Regions from separate parts of the Mus musculus genome. Here regions 1 and 3 are each linked to region 2. Evidence: chromatin contacts called from public HiCAR-type data. All regions are on one chromosome and are shown on one strand. The core of a region is the stretch at or near the end of the contact, and the rest is flanking DNA. Distances in the headings are between cores, read along the strand shown. Region 1 has its middle 63 kb from the start of Gm36799. Region 2 overlaps Gm30373 (a long non-coding RNA gene). Region 3 has its middle 25 kb from the start of D630033O11Rik.

Region 1 (3,102 bases), core at 533-3,032, 550 kb after region 2:
TGTTTCACTCACCAGATGTCATGTTTGGGGCGGGGGGGGGGGGGGGTATGGCACTGCAGCCCTCAGAGATGCATTTAGAGATGGACAGAACTACAAGAAGGAAATTGGGAACCTCCTCTGGCCAGAATATGTGTTTAGACAGCACACTGGCTGAGTCTGTCTGCAAGGAGACAGAAGATTAGAAGTGGGCATTTCCTTGCATCTAGGTAGTCACTACTGCGATAACCAGTCCCCAAAGGCAACCTGTAATGTGAAAGATCCAGTCCTTAAGGAAGAGGGAACAGGAGCTGATAGGGTTAGAGAGCACGGAGCTGGCCTGGAACTCTTTTGGAAAGCTGATCCCTAACTCTTTGTTCTTAAAGGCTAGACCCCAGGGCCTAGGCTGTTCAGCCTGCAAAAAGATGAGCTACAATCCCTTGTGATTCTAGAATCTGAAACTTGATTTATTTATTAACTGAGAAGAAGTTATCAAATCCACTCAACATGTTGTCAAAGAGACAGAAAAGCATAGGATTTCAACAGCCGACAGTTGAAAATGGTGACATGAGAGGAAAATTTTAAATAAATATTTGATGTTAATGCCCAACTGATTCCAGTGTGAGTGATAGATCAATTACACAGGGGACAAGCTCAAATACATGTGATAAGGACTATACTAAAAAAGATGGGATAAGAAGAGAGACAGAGCCGGGCGGTGGTCGTGCACACTTTTAATCCCAGCACTTGGGAGGCAGAGGCAGGTGGATTTCTGAGTTCAAGGCCAGCCTGGTCTACAGAGTGAGTTCCAGGACAGCCAGGGCTACACAGAGAAACCCTGTCTTGAAAAAAAAAAGAGGAAGAAGAAGAAGAAGAAGAAGAAGAAGAAGAAGAAGAAGGAGGAGGAGGAGGAGGAGGAGGAGGAGGAGGAGGAGGAGGAGGAGGAGGAGGAGGAGGAGGAGAAGGAGGAGGAGGAGGAGGAGAAGGAGAAGGAGAAGGAGAAGGAGAAGGAGAAGGAGAAGGAGAAGGAGAAGGAGAAGGAGAAGGAGAAGGAGAAGGAGAAGGAGGAGAAGAGAGACAGAACCCCAAGAAAAGCCCAACCCCAACTTTAGCCTCCAGATCCCAGTGCCTGAGATGTCTGGGGTAGTCGGCTTCAGGAAAATCAAACTTTGCTGCTAGAGTTCAGGTCTTGGTTCTATGTGAACATGGGGGAGCAATTAAACCCTCCATTTCTGTGTCTGTTTTCTCACCTGTAAAATGGGTGAGTAGCCCCTACCTATAACATAGGCATGAGGATCAAATGAGTTGCTACAACCCTTTGATAGATGGGTTTCTGCTCCATGCCCACATTCTCTCCAGAAATCTACTAAGGGGCCTCAGAGATGGCTCAGCAGAAAGGGTGATTGTTGCACAGCTATGAGGCCCAGAGTTCAGATCCCAGCACACACATAACAAGCCAGGTGTCTTGTGCATGGTAAGCAGCAACAGGAGGATTTCAGGGTCTTGCCAGCTTTCATCCTGGCTAAGAGAATTTGAGCTGAAGTTTCAGGGATAGACTCTGCCACAAAGGATCTCTGAGACTAAAATTAAAAAAAAAAACAAAAAACCTCCAAAAAACAAAAAGCCAAAACCAACCAACCAAACAAACAAAAACTAATAATGCATGTGCCGAAGTTTTCGAGGAGAGTGTCGTTAAGGCTGTGGAGCTGGAAGAAGGGAGAGATTTGAACAGCACAGACAGGGAAGAAGACATTGAAGACAAGGTGGGCGGGGCCAAGGGCCTGGGAATGTGTGGGGATGACATGGGGTATGTGGATCTAACAAGATGGATACGGTGTTCAGAGAGAACAATGAGACTCCGGTCCTCTTTGACAGGAACAAAACATCCAACATGAACAACTTCAAAGGAAGTAAGCTGATTTGACCCACAGGTTCAGAGCTTTCTGTCTCTGGTTGGCTGGAGCCATTGCTCAGGAGCCTTGTGGTGAGGCAGAAATGCCATCCTTTCCCTGACTCCCTGTTCCCTCTCTCTCGAAAACCCACCTTCTGTGTCCCCACCCCAAACTCCCCCCAGAGGCAGCGGTCCTGATCCCTACTTGCGATCCACTGAAATCCTATTAAGCTGCTCGCAAAAGTACAGATGCCTGCCGGGAGATTTCCCCCACCCCCCTCGAGGTAGGCTCAGCTCTCAGAACAGAGACAGGCTGGGACTGAAACGCCTGTCCACAATGCTCTGAGCAGAGGCTGACTCCTATCATGATTTCCCGGAGTTCTTGGGAAACGTAAAGCCTTTTCGCTCCCTGTTCTTATCTCACCCGACCTCCAGTTTTATTCTGGAGCCTTTGATACCTTTCCCATCTTTTGAATACTGGATGGTTCACCTGCTTAGAGTCTCCTCTACCCCAGACAGGCAAACCAATGTTGCCACTGGTTTTGAATTAAAAATTGCCCAGAGACCTCACAAAGGCTCTTGCAATCTCCACCATTCCCTCCTGTTCTGTCTTGGAAGATATTGGAACGTGTTCTGCCATATTTCTGTGAGGATCACACATACACACCAGCAGCAGCAGTAGCAGCAGCAGCAGCAGCAGCAGCAGCAGCAGCAGCAGCAGCAGCAGCAGCAGCAGAATTCAGCTAGGGTGTACTGGAGTAAGGAAGATGCATATTTACTGAGCTCAGTGTAAATGTTCCACACTTGGTAGCATTATCTCATTTAATCCATCAGTAGGAGGTTCTGAATTCCCTCAGGGGACTCCTTTGGATTCTGGGTAGTTACACAAAGAAGTCCTGGGATTTTAAAAGCTTTGAAGACATCTAGTTTCCTCGAATTCCCTCTCCACTTCCCCTCTGCCACTTTCCTGGATGTTGAACCCCAGGTCTCAAAGCCACCTCAGCCAAGTCACCTGGAGGGATATTTGCATAATGGACAGGGAGATCCCAAGGTCCTGGCAAGCTTGGGTAAATCTAAGCAACCTCAAAAGATGCTAATGCCACCTAAAATTGAGACCTCTGTAGCAGCAGGTCCACTCAAAAGTCACCATCAGCAGGACCACGGGATCAAAGAGAGAGGGTAGCTGATGCAGTCCTTAGCACCTGTCAGGTCAGCAGGTCAAATTTCCTCCTCGC
Region 2 (2,777 bases), core at 160-2,659:
GAGATATCAGGCAGCTTCTGATAGCCGAGCCCAAGGAATCTTTATGAATCCCATAGCAGCCTAGCCAGCCTCCCTAGCCTTCGGTCACATCTCTGTCCTTCCTTCTGGGATGGGGACAGGTGCAGGGAGAGGGGGCAGATGGAATCCTCGGGTTAAGTCTAGCTATGCTCATTGCCAACCCTTGGAGACCTTTCTTCTTCGACATCCCTGCTCCTCAGCAGGTGAGGGATCCTAAGGACCCTTATGCATCTTGTAATCACCAGATTGATGTACCAGATAGAACTCTAAGCCTAGATTAGGGCTTGTTCCCAGCTTTGTTGATTGCCAGCTGCATGACCTTGGTTAAGTGAGCACCTGGGTTTTGCCATCTGGCTGCTGGGAGAGACTTGCCTGTCCAGAAGGTTGTAATGAAGGTGAGATAGTCTCGGGGAACATACAGAGTGGGTACCTGCTGGAAGGGCTAACTCTTGTTATAGAGACGGGAGGTATGAGGGCTACCAGTCCTTCATAGTCACTTAAGCAGACATGAATGCAGCGCTTCCGCCTTGTGCTCACGGCTGTGCACAGCTTTGGGAGAACTGGAGGGACCAAAGTGACCTTGTTCCTGCATTCACGGAGTCATGAATGGATGGACGAGATGGGCTCAAACCCACAGGAAGTAAAGTTAAATAGCAAACAGGAGACAGAGTACAGAAGATGTCAGCAGACTGCTCATGATGAATACCTGCTGATCGGGAGAGATGGGAAAGGCCGTGAGCTGGCCATAGAGGCTGAGGTGTGGGAACAGGGTAGCCGTGGTACTGGTAGCCTAGCCAGGGTAGACATGGTAGAGGTCGTGGCTGTGGTTCTGGAGGGAACCAGCCTGGGCTGGTGCAGGCTGCATGGCCCCATCTCCAGCAGCACCCAAGTATGATCTTGGGCTGAATTCTAGGAGCTGCTCTTGATTATGGTCAATGCTACCAGCTTGGGGGTGGGTCGGGGAAGAGACCATCTGGAGGTGTCCTGTCGCTTGTGTGGGGCTGTAGCTGGCATCAGCTGTGGCCACCTGGCATCTGACCCAATCCTCTCCCAGAGAACAGTTTGTGTGTGGACAGAGGGGTGAACAGGATGGCACACTGAGCAACGGGTCCCCATGTCACACTGGGGATGGCTGGTGGGAGGAGCTGTACTGTCAGCTTGGGCATTGACCCCAGGAGCCCATTAGGACAACACAGAGCCTGGGGCTGATCCAGCGGGATCCTGTGGATGGAAGGCATGATGAGGACTGTCACCACCCTGTCCTAATGTCACCTTTGGGAAATGTAAAACTGCCAAGAGCTTGTGAAAGCTGCCACAGCCAGTGGATGACAGATGCACACTAGGTTGTGAGCTCTGTGTCCTGCTGAGCCTGCCGTCACCATGTCCAGGAATGTTGTGCCTTGCACTACTCGGCCAGCATTTCCATATTGTCCTACAGCAGAGGCAGTCAAGGACCTGAGGCTGTCATGGGATGAGGGGCAGGGAGGGCCCCATGGCTCCTGCTTTACCCTTTCCCTTTGCAGAACTAAAGCTTGAACCACATCAAAGGTATGCCCAGGGTGGCCAGCTTTGCACGTTAGTCCTGAGTCTGCCACCTGTCCCCATTCATCTTGGCTCTCAGAGACTCCCGAGGGAGGGCTTGAGGTGGCAGGAGAGGATATTGGAGGATAGTGCTCAGAACGGCAATGCCATTTTCTGAAACAGTTGACCTCTGTGACCTTCCTCTGCCACAGAAGCTGCCATCCTGGGTGCCAGATTCTGGTCCTAGAGACCTGGCTAGTTCTGCCCCTCTCCCTGTCTGCCTGTGCTCAGTGATGCTACCCTGCCTAGCTGTCTGCCTAGAACAGAGAGCCTTGGCTGGTCCCTTGGGTCCTGGGTACTGGGACAGCCTGTCTACTCCACTGTGCCCATCCCCCACAGCACAGAGCAAGGCTCACTCAGATTAATTAATCTGCTGCCCAGCCCGCTCCTCCAGCTTATCTTTTATTCATGGACAAGCGGCGTTCTTCGCTTTACTAGGACGGGCATCAATATTTCATCTCGCTTAGCCCTGCCAGCTCCTGGCTTCTCTCCACCCCCACTCTGCTTCCCACTGGCTTTAGGACCTGGAGGGCTGGGTATGCTGGCCAGCCTAGAGTCATCAGATGCCAGGCTGCCTTCTTGGGCCCCTGACCTGTTCTCCACACAATCCCTGGCAGAGCAGGGCCCCGCCTGGAGACCTTCCTTCGTAAGTAAACTAGAGAGGCGTGGGGGATGGGGCTACAGGGCACAGGGGATGGGATGCGATGTCTTGAGGGATGCTGGAGCACTTCTGGGCCAGGTGTGGCTGACACAAGCATGTCTTTGCCAGGTTGCTAGGATTCAAGATGAGGGCTTATTTTTTGTATGTTTGTTTGTTTGTTTGTTTGTTTGTTTTAAGTGCCCAGTGCTAGTCCTGGCATGATGTAAGAGACCCTTTAGGCCAGAAATCTTACTAATTTCCCTGACTCCTGTGCCTAAGTGGGAAGAATGAGATGCGAGCATGGACTGACCCAGGAGCACCTGGACCATCGATCTCATCTCATTAGCTCCTAGACCCTCAGCCTTGCCCGTGGGTGCTCAGAACTCTAGGGGCTGAACTTTTACATTTGCTGGGGCTCAGAGCTGCCCACAGGGACCTTCTGGAAGGGAACAAATTACAATATGCAAAATCAAGTGTGGTATATCTGAGTGAGTGGCTATCTAAGTATTGGGGTACGGATGCATGTGAGGGAAAGAAT
Region 3 (2,871 bases), core at 267-2,766, 690 kb after region 2:
TTCCCAACCTCGCCCATTTCCCTAAGTCCCTATTACTACCCAAACTTGCAACGCCTTTCCCTGCCCCGGCTCTCCCTCAACCTAACCGACAGCCTCACTCTCTATTCAAAGCCAAACACAAGAGCTGACAGGTACAATGTAGTAAGTACGGACTCAGCTGACCTGGGTTCAAATCCCACCTCTACAATGCTTAGGAGCATAGACCCCAGGATCCAGGTTGCTGCCTGCAGCCCACGTTGGCCAGTGCCAGGTATGATCCATCAGGATGGGCTGCCTGGCATACTGTGGCCACATCTCAGCCCCCTTACCCATCACAGATGTATACAGACAAGGGACAAGCCCTGCCAAGGCCAGCTAGCAAAGGGTCCCAGGAGTGGGAACAGGTAGGGCAGGGAGACCATTGGCACCTGAGCTCCAGGACACTGGCTCAGGAGCCCCAACTCCTTGGGCCAGCTCCAGCATGTTACAAGGAGAGGTCCCACCCTGCTTCTGGGCAGGATCCCAGCGCAGGAGGCCACCCCACCCCCAGGGCCCTGAATCACCCAGCCGGTGGCTGCTTGATTTACCCAGATCATTCTTGGCTCCGGCTGCTCCTCTTCAGGATGAAGGGAGAAAACAAGGGCTGGTGTGGAGCCAGCTCCCCTGAAAACAGTTAGGGCACATGATCAGAGCCACAGATGCATAAGGCCACACCTGACTTTTTCTCAAACAATTTCCTCCTTGAAGAAGCGTGCATAGGGGAGAGGAAGGGAAGATATCTGGGCCAAGGTCCCTTAGGACACTCCTATAGGGGCTGGGCAGGTGGCAAAGGGACTCAAAAGAGTGAAGACAACAGTCACACCCTAGCTAAGTCTGGAATAGAGGACTGGGGTAGCATCTAGCTCCATGGCTCTAACTCGAGTTGCCCAAGCCACTGAGATCACTACAGCTCATTGTCTCCTGTTTAAGAATAGAAGGGTCACAGTCATTCCAAATCATCCCAGGTGACACAGATCTGCTTCTCCTGTTTGCAGAGCAGGCTTGCCAAAACAAAACCAAAAACAAACAAACAAACAGATGTGGCCATTCAACTTTCTCTTGCCTCACCTGAGATGGTATATAACTCTCTCCATCCTACGAACCATTATCGGCTTGGGGTCCAAACTCTGCTTCCAGTAAAACACAGTAAGTTCCCTTCTAACTATGTGGCATTGGGAAAGCGGTCCCCTTTCTAGCAATGGCCAGCCTTTCTTTGGCTGGTGTTCCATGCTAGACCTTGGGCTAAGCATCTGTCCCCTTGACTGGCACAACCTGCTGGTACATCCCATTTCACAGGTGAAGAAACTGAGGCTTTGTGGGGTAATGGAAGACTTCTAGAAAGTGCAACTAGAAGGTGGGCAGTAGCTGAGCTTGGGCCATTGCTCCTCTCCTGTAGGGGCTGGTGGCGCGTGAATGGGCTCTGCCTTTAACACCAGCAAGGCTTTGCTCCCAGGCCCTGCAGTGAACCAAAGTGTAGTACCCATTTTTACCACAGGGTGTCTCCACACCACCGCTCAACCAGCCTCCCAGGGCAGGCTCAGCCAACTCCTCCCTGCGCTGGGTCTGGTTCCAGCCTACGTCTGCTTTGTCAGACTCTTTCTCCAGCAAGGCCTGAGGACAGCTGGGTGGCCTGGAACAGAAGTCTTGCTTCCCATAAAGGCCCCTAGCCTAAAGCCCTAGGTGGCTTCCTCTCTGACCTTTCTCGATCTCACCATCTTTGTGATCTATTGAAAGCCTCTGGCCAGTGTCAAAGCTCCCATCCAGCCGCGGGAAAAAGCCTAAAGAACAAGATGAAGTGCTCACTACCGAACAGTGGAAGCGCGCCATTAGTTTGGGGCCAACCAATGTTACATAGTTCCAGATCAGCGGGGGCTGCAGAGCAAGACCCTGAGCCAAAACATTGAGGGGAATAATAATAATCACAACAATGATAATGATGAAGAGAAGCAAGGGGTCATGGCAAGAGAAGAGGAAAGGAAAGAGAGAGAAGAGAAGCAACTAGGTATGATAGTTCAGACCTGTAATCCCAGTACATGGGAGGCTAAGGCAGGTGGATTGCTGAGTTCGAGACCAGCCATAACTACATAGGAAGACCCTGTTTCACAAAAATAAGAGAGAGAGAAAGAGCTTAAAGCCAAGGTGCAGACCTGTAATTCAGAATGTGGAGGTAGAGACAAGGGCAGTAAGAGATGGAGACTCTTACTACTCAGTCTGGACTACATGAGACCTTGTGTCCAAATGAGGAGGGGATGATGGAAAAGGAAGAAGAAAGGAAAAAAGCCTAAGGAGACTCTAGGTCCTCTGCGAGCCTTTGTCAGCTTGGAGACAGGCTCAGGCCTTGCTCTGGGACCCCTCTCAGTCTGGCATCATGACTGCTGGCTTCTAGTTCCCCGTATCTCACATGTTCTTAGAAGCCCCTCTGTGATGGTCATCAGAAGAGGTATAATGAGAGATTCCACAAGCCTATGTAAATAGGAACCATTCTGGAAGTCCTTTATTGCAATAGAAATGTTGATTGCCAAGGTGCGGACACTGAAGCTAGGTTGATAAGCTTTTCCAAAGCCACTCTGAAGTCAGCAGAGGTCACATGAGCACAGCCATTCTCCCAAAAAGCCACACTTGACCTTGGAATTGCCTGCTTCCTAGTCCAGGTGCGACCTATTCCAGGGTGCTAACAGAGAAGAAAGAGCCAGGGATTCTGCAGTTAAGGAGGTCGGGAGCCAGGGTAGGTGAAGGCTGGCTACTAACAGATCAGGACTGGAGCAGGAGGCCAGGAAGGCTGGCTCCCAGAGCTGTGTGGAGGACCTGACTGGAGAGACTGGCTGGCTGTGTGAAGCCACTGTGAATGTAGAG

What was found. HiCAR-type assays count read pairs that join an accessible place to other places.
Region 1: a contact with region 2 is called in a HiCAR-type map of astrocytes, with 4 times the contacts expected there. The contact joins two enhancer-like sites. A contact is called at or near these places in 1 of 484 Hi-C or Micro-C datasets (embryonic stem cells), 3 of 115 datasets of contacts at active chromatin or transcription factors (astrocytes, embryonic basal ganglia and embryonic midbrain) and 1 of 9 other capture datasets (embryonic stem cells).
Region 3: a contact with region 2 is called in a HiCAR-type map of astrocytes, with 6 times the contacts expected there. The contact joins two enhancer-like sites. A contact is called at or near these places in 2 of 15 datasets of contacts at CTCF or cohesin (the NIH/3T3 cell line and embryonic stem cells), 4 of 484 Hi-C or Micro-C datasets (the N1E-115 cell line, cortical neurons and palatal mesenchyme) and 4 of 115 datasets of contacts at active chromatin or transcription factors (astrocytes, embryonic basal ganglia, embryonic midbrain and 1 more).

The regions. Positions count from the first base shown.
Region 1 is chr9:43,419,206-43,422,307 of GRCm38.p6, reverse strand. No RefSeq gene overlaps it. Among named protein-coding and RNA genes, the nearest start is that of Gm36799, 63 kb to the right of the region's middle. Within about 2 kb of position 1,782, at least 5 of the 459 cell types and tissues checked have an H3K27ac peak or open chromatin away from gene starts, as enhancers often do.
Region 2 is chr9:43,969,468-43,972,244 of GRCm38.p6, reverse strand. Gm30373 (a long non-coding RNA gene) reads left to right here. Exons shown (of 2, transcript XR_003948148.1): 1 at 1-2,245. Among named protein-coding and RNA genes, the nearest start is that of Gm30373, 3.3 kb to the left of the region's middle. Within about 2 kb of position 1,409, at least 19 of the 459 cell types and tissues checked have an H3K27ac peak or open chromatin away from gene starts, as enhancers often do.
Region 3 is chr9:43,283,141-43,286,011 of GRCm38.p6, reverse strand. No RefSeq gene overlaps it. Among named protein-coding and RNA genes, the nearest start is that of D630033O11Rik, 25 kb to the right of the region's middle. Within about 2 kb of position 1,516, at least 41 of the 459 cell types and tissues checked have an H3K27ac peak or open chromatin away from gene starts, as enhancers often do.